Linked DNA regions of Capra hircus: region 2 is linked to region 1. The links are chromatin contacts, called in public Hi-C maps. All regions are on one chromosome and are shown on one strand. The core of a region is the stretch at or near the end of the contact, and the rest is flanking DNA. Distances in the headings are between cores, read along the strand shown.

Evidence for each region. Hi-C and Micro-C count contacts between places; a contact is called where the count stands out from the background.
Region 2: a Hi-C map of liver shows a contact between it and region 1, with 2.0 times the contacts expected there. The contact joins the enhancer-like site here to the promoter of PISD in region 1. A contact is called at or near these places in 2 of 5 Hi-C or Micro-C datasets (blood and liver).

Annotation. Positions count from the first base shown.
Region 1 is chr17:983,099-988,273 of ARS1.2, reverse strand. PISD (phosphatidylserine decarboxylase proenzyme, mitochondrial) reads right to left here and starts at 2,980. Exons shown (of 8, transcript XM_018060941.1): 1 at 2,869-2,980. The coding sequence starts at 2,930.
Region 2 is chr17:1,055,539-1,060,582 of ARS1.2, reverse strand. SFI1 (protein SFI1 homolog) reads left to right here. Exons shown (of 32, transcript XM_018060927.1): 8 at 1,759-1,861. Among named protein-coding and RNA genes, the nearest start is that of SFI1, 34 kb to the left of the region's middle. Within about 2 kb of position 3,757, at least 1 of the 5 cell types and tissues checked has an H3K27ac peak or open chromatin away from gene starts, as enhancers often do.

The sequences.
Region 1 (5,175 bases), core at 1,731-4,230:
TCCTCCTGACCACAAGCCCAAGAGTTCTCTCTTTGGAGCGCTAACTCCTTAATTAACTTCCTTTATTTTTCTTCTCACTACCTGAAATGAACTGATTTTATATATATTCACGTTATTTCTGTCTGTACTTGTCGATGAATACAGGGGTTTGTCTGTCTTCCCCCTGGACCTCAATCTCAACAGCGAGATTAAGCTTCAGAAAAATGAACTGCTAGGTTCAATCACATCTACCTTCTGTATGGTGAACCCACGTGCACCCCCTGCAAGCCCACGATTAAGCACTTAAGTCTGACTCTGGGGCTCAGATCTCTATTCCGCCACTTGTTAACTAATTCTAAGCCTCAGTTTCTCCACCTCTAAAAACAGGACCTACCTCATTAGGAATAAATGAGACAATCACATAAAACCTTAATCCCAGGCCCTGGTATCTAGCTACATATTACTCTTATCAAAAGTAACACAAGTGATGTTCAGCTGGCACACTGGGGTGGCCACATCAACTGTGACCCCTGTTCACCCTAACTGGTCTGTGTCCACATTCATAGTTTTAAACTATGTTTATGATTTATTTATTATTTTTGACCGTGCTGGGGCTTTGCTGCTGCGAAGCTTCTCAAGCTGTGGGGAGTGCGAGCTACTCTCTCGCTGTGGTGCCTGAGCTCCCAATTGCAGCGGCTTCTCTTGTTGCGGAGCACAGGCTCTAAGGCTCAGCAGTTCCGGCTCCCCGGGCTCCAGAGCACAGCTCGACGGTTACCGCAGGTGAGCTTGCCTGCTCCACGGCCTGTGGGATCTCCCCAGAACAGGGCTCAAACCCACGTCTCCCGCATTGGCAGGCAGGTTCTCTACCACGGAGGCACCAGCGAAGCCCAGTTTTAAAGTATCTTTAACATATTTAGTAGTAACACTACCTATAGTCCTTGCGTCCCTCCTGCTTTTTAGAGCTGTGACAAGTTCTCCTGAAAATGAACTGGCAGGTTTCTTAAGGCCTATTCCATGTTCTATCTCGTACTATTTAGCCGTGTTCCCTCTCGCTTCTACTAAACTGTAAAGTTCTTTCAACGCAAGGCCTGTTATCTTTTAATTCCTCTCTTTTCTCCTGCCCTCCCCCCTCCCCCTGATCCCTGGCACTGTAGTTGACAGCGGCAGGAATGTCATAAATGCTCCTGAAGAAAGGCCTGACACGATCATGCACCACCTAGGTACTATGTTCATATGTGCCTGAACCAAAGAATCGTCCAGAGCACCCATAAAAAACACAGTTGCCAGGGCCCCAGCCTACACCTACCGAGCCTGAATTTGGCAGCATTGTGGGGATGTACCTGGAAATCTCTTTTACTAATAAACACCCACTCCATTCTTTTATCAAATTTAGGAAACATGGCCCTAAATTATCATTTATAATTACTTTCTCTATTCTCTCACCTGTCATATATATCACTCAGTTACTGGAAAACTCTGCAGTATGAGGCTTTCAAATATATGTCTCACAAACAGACACTGCTTTACTTAAAAATCATGGAAATGTTATCTTTTGGGGTTTTTTTGCATCTCAATATAGTTTCCATCTGGATATGTAACAGCTTTGAAAACTGAATTACTGTACCCAAATCCTCACCCCTCCTACACAGTGGACCTAAATCCAGCTGTCTCTACCTATACTGGTACCAAAGTTTCGACTTTTTTCCCTTTTTAAATGATAGTGGGTGAAGTCATCTTCCTCACCATCGTTAAAAAAAAAAAAAAAACACATGAGAGTCATTTTTTCAGTCTTTCCAACTTATGACACATTTTACTACTGATTCATAAACAGCACACCTGGCACCAATAAAACAACGGAGACCCTCTTGTTCAAATCCTAACAGTCACCACCACACTGCGGAGCCCTCTCCTGAGAAGTTACACCATTTCTGAGTAGTTAATAATAGGAGAGTGAAGCTTTCCTGTCCAGGGCAATGACATTTTCTGTTCCCTCTCACCCCGAAACCAGTGTCTCTACTTCCCAAAATTATAGCTCAAGCTCTGATTCACGCTGACAAAATGAAGCCAGTCCGAAACACGAAAGTTGTGGGTCTCACAATCTTAGCTCTTCGAAATGACACCGAGCAACAGATTCTGAGTTACAGCAACCAACACTTTAATCCATTTTCCGAGAGTCCAAATGCTCCCATGCTAGTTCTTACATAAGCTATTTCGAATAATGAATGTCCTCACGGTGGGCAGCCTGAAGGAAAGGTCCCTGCGTGAGACACAGAGGTACCTGGGAAGGAGTCTCAGCTCTGCTGCTACCCGGCTGGGTGGAACTGAGCAAGTCCTTCCGTCTATCAGGGCCTCGACTTCGCCAAAAAGAAAGGGCTGGATTTATGACCCCTCTAACAATCTAAGAGTTGACGGTCACCAGGGTAACCGAGACCCTATTTCCATCATGGACTATTTTGAGATTACGGAATCCTACCCTCTCACTTCAGAGTCCAAGAATCCAAAGTGAAAGCCGCCCAACTCCCACTCCAGTGCTCTTCCCACATCTCGGCGCCCCTCCCAGCAATACGACTCCCAGAGAAAGAAGCGTCCAGCCCTGCCTCGGCTCTAGTGGCGGACACGCAGCCCATTTCACCTGGTTTAGAGGGTGCTTGTTGTTTATATTTTTGTTTTTTTGTCCCTTGTGGAGTGGAAAGGACAGAGAGGTTTAGGCCAGACTCGGACCGTCCTAGGCGGAGGACGAGCCCGAGCTCGAGGTGAAGGTGAGTGGCTCCGTCTCCACTCGAGCACTCCTGAGGGCGAGCCCGCGACAGAGAAACGACTCCTCTCTCCAGACCCCGGCTTGGCTCGGGCCGTCCCTCGCCCCGAGGCAGGATCCCCGAACAGTTGTACCTGCTCCGCCACGCGACCCCGGGCAGCCACCTCAGACATCTCTGCCCCACGGACGCCGCCATCTTGTCTCCTCCTTCTCGGCGGGACACGCCCCCTTTTACACGCGGGTCGCACGCATGTGACGTTCCGAGTCTCGAACTCTCGGGGCCCAATGAAGAAGGCAGAGTGTGTGGGGGGCGGGGCTATGTGTCTAAGCTCCTTTGCCCGCCCCTTTAGGCACCTGCAGAGCCGGGTCGGATAGGTGAGCAAGGTGGCCGCGCCCACTGTGCTAAACCTGGACCTGGGCGCCGGGTTGCCACTTCTCCTTCCTCCCTCCGACGTGCGTTTCCGCATGTGCCCGGAAAATCTGAGTCACCCAAGGTCAGAGAATGGATCAGTTGAGCTAAATCGCTCATTTACGGGTGGGGAATCTGAAAGCGTCCACAGCTCAGCTGCCGTTGCGTAAGCGCTTCTTAAGTGCCAAGCTCTGTGCTAGTGACTTAGCGTCCACGGTGTCTCATTCTTCACCTCCCATCACTGTACTATCAGGGAGTCCAGAGACCAGAGGTCTTGGATCACCTAGAAATGCAATTAGTCGTCGCACGAAGTAACTGATGTGACAGTGAGTGCTCCTGCAGTTTCCTGACCTTCAGGTTTAAGTGAAAATAGACTTAATAGTATCTGCCTTCGGCAGCTAGCTCTGAGAATTATTCTTAAAGATAGAGAAATCAGAGCTCAGGAAAGCTAACCTTTAGAATGCTAAAGGGCATACTGCTATAAAAGAGAAAAGCTAGAATTTGAACATACATCTCTAGTTCCGAAACCCATGAACTAAACATTCTTCCTTTTAAGCCCTTTGCCTAGAATCTGGCTGAATATGGGTCCCCAAACTAAAGGAATAATAACTCTGCTTTTTCCTCCCTAAGCTGCTAATTGTACTTGTCTTCACCAGGCATTTGATATTTGCCTGGTGCCTGCAATTATTGACATTTCTATATGGTTGGTTATGCTCAACTAGGACATAACCAGGCCCTACAGGGAGCCTAACAGGCATGGGATTTCCTATTGAAGAGGAGACATTTCCCTTTATGGTTTTCAAAAGTCTGAAGGGGGTGGGGAGTATAGAATGGGTTTTACTATTCATTGAGAGTAGTAACTCAAAACCAGGGTGAAAAAAGAAGTGGGAGAGGGAGATTATTTCAAAATGAAGTGCATTTGTGGAAATTGAATATTCACATGGTGGCTCAGATGGTAAAGAATCTGCCTGCAGTGCTGGAGACCTGGGTTCAATCCCTGGGTCAGGAAGATACCCTGGAGAAAGGGAATGGCTACCCACTCCAGTATTCTTGCCTGGAGAATTCCATGGAAAGAGGAGCCTGACGGGCTACAATCCATGGGGTTGCAAAGGGTCAGACACTACTGAGCAACTAACACTTACACCATATACAAAAATTCACTCAGGATGGATCAAAGACCTAAAGCTAAGAACTACAACTGTATAAAACTCTTAAAACAAGGGAAATTTTCATGACATTGAATTCAACAGTGATTTCTTGGATATTACACCAAAAGCATAGGCAACAACAAAATAAGATAAGTTGGATTTCATCAAAATTTAAGTTTTGTGCATCAAAGGACACTGTCAATAAATTGAAAAGACAACCCTGAGAATGGGAGAAAATATTTGCAAACAAACATATCTGATAAGGGTATGGTCTCCAGAATATATACAGAATTACTAAAACTCAACGACAACAACAAAAAACACCAAATAATCCAATTCAAACATAGGCAAAGGACTTGAACAGACATTTCTCCAATGATAATATACCAAAGGCCAATAAAAGATGCTCAATGTTACTAATCATTAGGGAAATGCACATCACAAGCACAGTGAGACATCAACTTCTCACCCATTAGAATGGTTATAATCAAAGAGAAAGGAGAATAACAAGTGTTGGCAAGGATTTTGAAAAAATCAGAACACTTACGCATTGCTGGTAACAATGTAAAATGGTACAGCTGCTATGCAAAATGGTTTGGTGGTTTCTCAACAAGTTAACCACAGAATTATCATATGACCCAGCACCTGTGTACATGCTCACTCTAGCTCTGCTACGGACTGTAGCCCACCAGGCTCCTCTGTCCATGGGGTTCTCCAGGCAAGAATACTGGAGTGGGTTGCCATTTCCTCCTCCAAGGGATCTTTCTGACAGAGTTCTTTATCACGAGCGCACCTGGGAAGCCCCAATCAAGCACCCAGGTATAACCTAAAAGAATGGAAGCAGGGACTCAGAGATTTATACACCAATGTTCATAGTAACATTA
Region 2 (5,044 bases), core at 2,508-5,007, 72 kb before region 1:
TGTTCAGCATTAAGATCAGGTTTTCACAAAATCATAAGTAACACTAATTGAGTATTTACTGTTAAGCCTTGTGTTAAGTTTCTGAGTATGTTAATTTTTTAATGAAAAGTGTCCCACTTACTTCTTACCATAAATTGTAAGATAAATACTGATATTGCACAGATTAAGATACATGAGCTCAGGCAAGTTACTCAAGCTTTCTACTGTGTGTGAGTCATAATTAGCAAAACTAGGGTTCACCCATCCATCTTTCTGATGCCACAGCTCACACTTTTTCCTGCTGCCCTGCACTGCATCTCAGCAGCACCGTCCTCCATTGGAGAGACCACCTGAGTCAGTCGACTTTGAAAGCCAGAAGTGTGTAGCAGTGAGCTGCTTTATAATGGTACTGATGCTTCTGTGCACTGTTCCCAGCGGTTCTCTGGTGTCCCAAACGGCAGCGCACTGAAAGCTCAGTTCCTGGCCAGGAGAGCGGGGCCCTCTGTGTAGTGTGGGTAAGAGCAGAAGCCTTGCAGCCAGACTTCTCACAAGTACTGGGTCTTTTCACTTCTCCAGGCCTCACTTTCCTCACACTTTGAGCTGTCTTTTTCAGGTTGTCATGGGAAATACATAAGGTAGTACTTGTGAAGTATTTAGGTTAGTGTACAGACAATCAGTGGACATAAAGAAGTTATTTAAAATGTTTGTTATTTAAACTTTATTCAGCAGATATTTGTGAATGCTTAGTAAGTATGTAGTTTCTGTAGAGTCTGGGGGGGATATTTCTACATAATTTTATTTATTCAGTGTCTGTTACGGGCTTAAAATGTTTCTGATTGAGTCCTGAGGGACTCAGGGAATTTATCATTTCCATTCAGGGAGATTATATTTACATTACAATTTGCATTCAGGGAATTTGTAATTTCTCTAAGTGCTTAAAAAATAAGTAGTAATGCCAGATAGGTTGAGATTTTGAAGAGATACAGCTAAGCATGGCTTAAGTTAGGAGGAAGGAGATAGTGGTGAGTTAGAATGACCAGGGTAAAAACAGAAGTTGCAAGCGCTCTTTTCCACATTACTGCTCTTCTGAACAAATCAGAGAATAAGTAGGAAGGAACCCAAGGCTAGAATGAAACCTGGCAAGGACAGGAGGAAGGGAAGGGATCCATCAAGACTGGAAGTCTAAAAGCCATTATTGGGTGACTTCCCTGGGCGTCCAGTGGTTAAAACTCTGCTCTTCCACTGCTTAGGGGCGTGGGTTCAATCCCTGGTCAGGGAACTAAGATCCCACGTGCTGCATGGAGTGGCTATAAATAAATACTAGTAGTTTTGCAGTTTATTCTGTGGAATCTCCTGAAGTAGTTGGCAGCGATTTGTTTTTTTTTTTTAAACCCACATTGGCCAAACAGAGAGCATCTAAAGTGTCTCAGGCCGGGTCTAACCTTGTGTGTTGAGTCACCTTGGTTGTGTCTGACTCTGTGAGACTCCACAGACTGTAGCCCCCCAGGCTCCTCTGTCCATGGGATTCTCCAGGCAAGAATACTGGAGTGGTTTGCCATGCCCTCCCCCCTAAGGGTCTGACCTTAGGGACCATCAGTTTCCAACCCTTAGCTGGCAGTGCTAGAACCGTTCTTTGATTGCTTTTTCTGGCAGCAGATCTAATGGTGTTGGTCTTAGGGAGAGGGACCTGAGCCGGGGGTCTGAGGCCCAGCCCTCCCTGCCCTGCTCTTCTGCTGACCATGCTCTGACTGGTCCCGTCTTTGATTTCCTCTCCGGCAGGGTGTGGTGGAGTGCGTGGAGACGGCGACTGGGCCGGGTCCGCCTAGGCCGAGCCCTCCAGGCCACAGCCATGAAGCACTGGGCCCAGAGCCTCCAGCTGCAGGTGAGTCCGCAGGCTCAGGCTTTGGGGTCCTCTGTGCGTGTCGTCAGGCCCCCACCCACAGAAAATGCACCCGACTTCTGGCGTCGGGCTGCTGCCTCTGCTGGGCCCTTTGTGTAGCTCCAGGGGCAGGAGGGGGTGGGAGGCACAAGCAGTGTGGAAGGCTGGACTCTTCAACGGAGAGGCTGCGGGAAGGAATACACTAGATGTGATTTTTTTGTCGTTAATTTGTTTTGGGCTGCCCTGGGTCTTCGTTGCTCTGTGCGGGCTTTTTCTAGTCGTGGTGAGCGAGGGCGACTCTCTAGTTTCGGTGTGGCGGCTTCTGTTGTTGCAGAGCACAGCTCTAGAGTGTGGGGGCTTCAGTGTTTGTGGTGCACAAGCTTAGTCTCCCTGCGGCGTGTGGAATCTTCCCAGACCACAGAGCAAACCTGGGTCCCCGGCATTGGCAGGATTCTCTACCATGGGACCACCAGGGAAGCATGCCCCACCCCAGTAACTTTCTATTAGACAACATTTTGCGTCATCTCTGCAAGTATATGCAATATGTGGAGATCGTGTGCAAACAGTGTAGGTCGGGGGTCAGCCCGCTCGGCCATGGATCAGGTTTGGCCAGCTGCCTGTTATAAAATTTTAACTGGGATGCAGTTACACCTGTCCATTTATGTATTGTCTAAGCTGCTGTCAGGCTACAACGACAGAATTGAGTAGTTGCAACAGAGACCACATGGTCTGCAAAGCCTAAAATAGTTATTATCTCACCCTTTAAGAGAAAAATTTGTTGGCCTCTGAATTCACAAGGTCTTCTGAAGCAATGGACAGAGGAGCCTGGCAGGCTACAGTCCATTGGGTCACAAAGAGTTGGACACGACTGAGCGACTTCACTTCACTTCACTTCTGAAGCAATAGGAAGGAAGTAGACTTAGTTGTTACCAGTGATAATGTGGTAACAAGAACAGTAGGAGCAGTAATGGTGTTTTTGTGGTCTTACTGTCCTGCTGCTGCTGCTAAGTCGCTTCAGTCATGTCCGACTCTGTGCAGCCCCAGAGACGGCAGCCCCCCAGGCTTCCCCGTCCCTGGGATTCTCCAGGCAAGAACACTGGAGTGGGTTGCCATTTCCTTCTCCAAGATGCTGGACTAAGGCCCTTACATGTGTTATCGCAATTTTCAAAATTATTTTTAAAAGCCCATATTATTATTACTTTGCTAACAGAGGTCCATCTAGTCAAAGCTATGGTTTTTCCAGTGGTCATGTATGCATGTGAGAGTTGGACTACAAAGAAAGCTGAGTGCCAAAGAATTGATGCTTTTGAACTATGGTGTTAGAGAAGACTCTTGAGAGTCCCTTGGACTGCAAGGAGATCAAGCCGGTCCTAAAGGAAATCAGTCCTGAATATTCATTGAAGAACTGATGCTGAAGCTCTAATACTTTGCCACCTGATATGAAGAACTGACTCCTTGGCAAAGACCTTGATGCTGGAAAAGATTGAGGGCAGGGGGAGAAGGGGACAACAGAGGATGAGATGGTGGGATGGCATCACCAACTCAATGGACATGGGTTTGAGTTGGTGATGGACAGGGAAGGCTGGGGTGCTGCAGCCCATGGAGTCGCAAAGAGTCGGACACAACTGAGCGACTGAACTGAACCGATTATTACAGGTTAAATAACCCCGATACCTGGCCCTGACCTTTGTCGTGCAGCTGGCAAAGGTCAGGGGCAGCATTTGAACCCAAGCAGCCTGAAAAGTGCAGAGTCGTCCCTTGACCATCCTGCTGCCTTATCCTTGTGGACTGGTGCTCTCGGGAGGGAGAGGGATCCAGGTGAAAAAGCTGAAGCGCAGGAACGGAAGGAGGCTGGTTTTCCGCCACTGCGGGGCTCGGGCTGTGTGGGTGCGTGTCCCTCTCAGCCAGCCCTTTGAGAGCCTGCAGACTCGTCCTGCTGCTGCCATTGTTGCTCAGCATGCGCTTAGAATTCCTGTTTGGCTTTTGCCCTCAGAGCTTGCAACAGCGGCTTTGAATGACTGTCTTCAGTGATAGGTTTTCATGATTTGAGGTTGGATTTAACTTATAAGACAAAAGTCATTCAGAATCAAATCCAATGAAAAACATGAGCAATAAGAAAGCGCTGATATGGACCGAAAGCTTTGTGAGACTCTTAAGACAAATTTTATGCTGCAGATTATAAATAAAATCCTTGTGTCTGGTAAGTACTGTATGATTTACCAGGAACCTCAAGTCATTCCTCTCAATCCTCACATCTCTGAACTAGTCAGGACAGACATCATGACATATGAAATTATAAAAAATGAAGTTTAAACATAAAAACATGAAATATGAAACACTTGTTAAAAATATTAACAAGAATCTTCCCTGGTGGTCTCATGGTTAAGATTTCACTTTTCAGTGCAGGTCCAATCCCTGGTCCAGGAGATAAGATCCCTCAGGCCTCACAGTCAAAAATCCAAAACATAAAACCAAAGCAATATTATAATAAGTCAGAGAAGACTGTAAAAATGGCCCACAACAGAAAAATTAAAAAAAACTTTAACAGATATCCACATCTCCAACATACAGAATTAAAAGCTGTTAGCATTTTTCCATCCTGGCCCCAGAATTTGATGTAATTTAATGTAGTTAAATTCACATTTCAAGCCCTATCCATCCTTCCTTCTGCCACCTTTCCTCCTTAGAGATAACTCCACCCTGATGTTGAAATCCTTATTCTCTTATATTCTTTTGCACTTGTAAAAGTGTATGTATACATGTACGTTGAGAATAAATGTTCTGGCTTTGTGTTGTTAGGAAATTTATAAATGGCATCATACTTTACTTTGCAGCTTGCTGCTTTTTTTTTTAATGCTGCAGTGTATTTTTGAGGTTTATTCATGTTGATACAGAGATCTGTTAACTGCATACATTCAGCCATTTTGCTGAGTAAGACTCAGTTTATCTGCTCACTGCTGCTAAACTGTTATTTCTTCCTGATTACCTTTTTTTTTTTTTAAAGATTACAAAGTGTTGCAGAAAGCATTCTTTTTTAAATTAGCTTACTTTTGGTTGAGCTGGGTCTTTGTTGCTGCCGCAGGCTTCTCTAGCTGTGAGCTGGGGCTGCTCTCTCTGAGAGTCTCCATGCGTGTGCTTCTGATTGCGGTGGTTTCTCTTGCTGCGGACCACAGGCTCCAGGGTGCG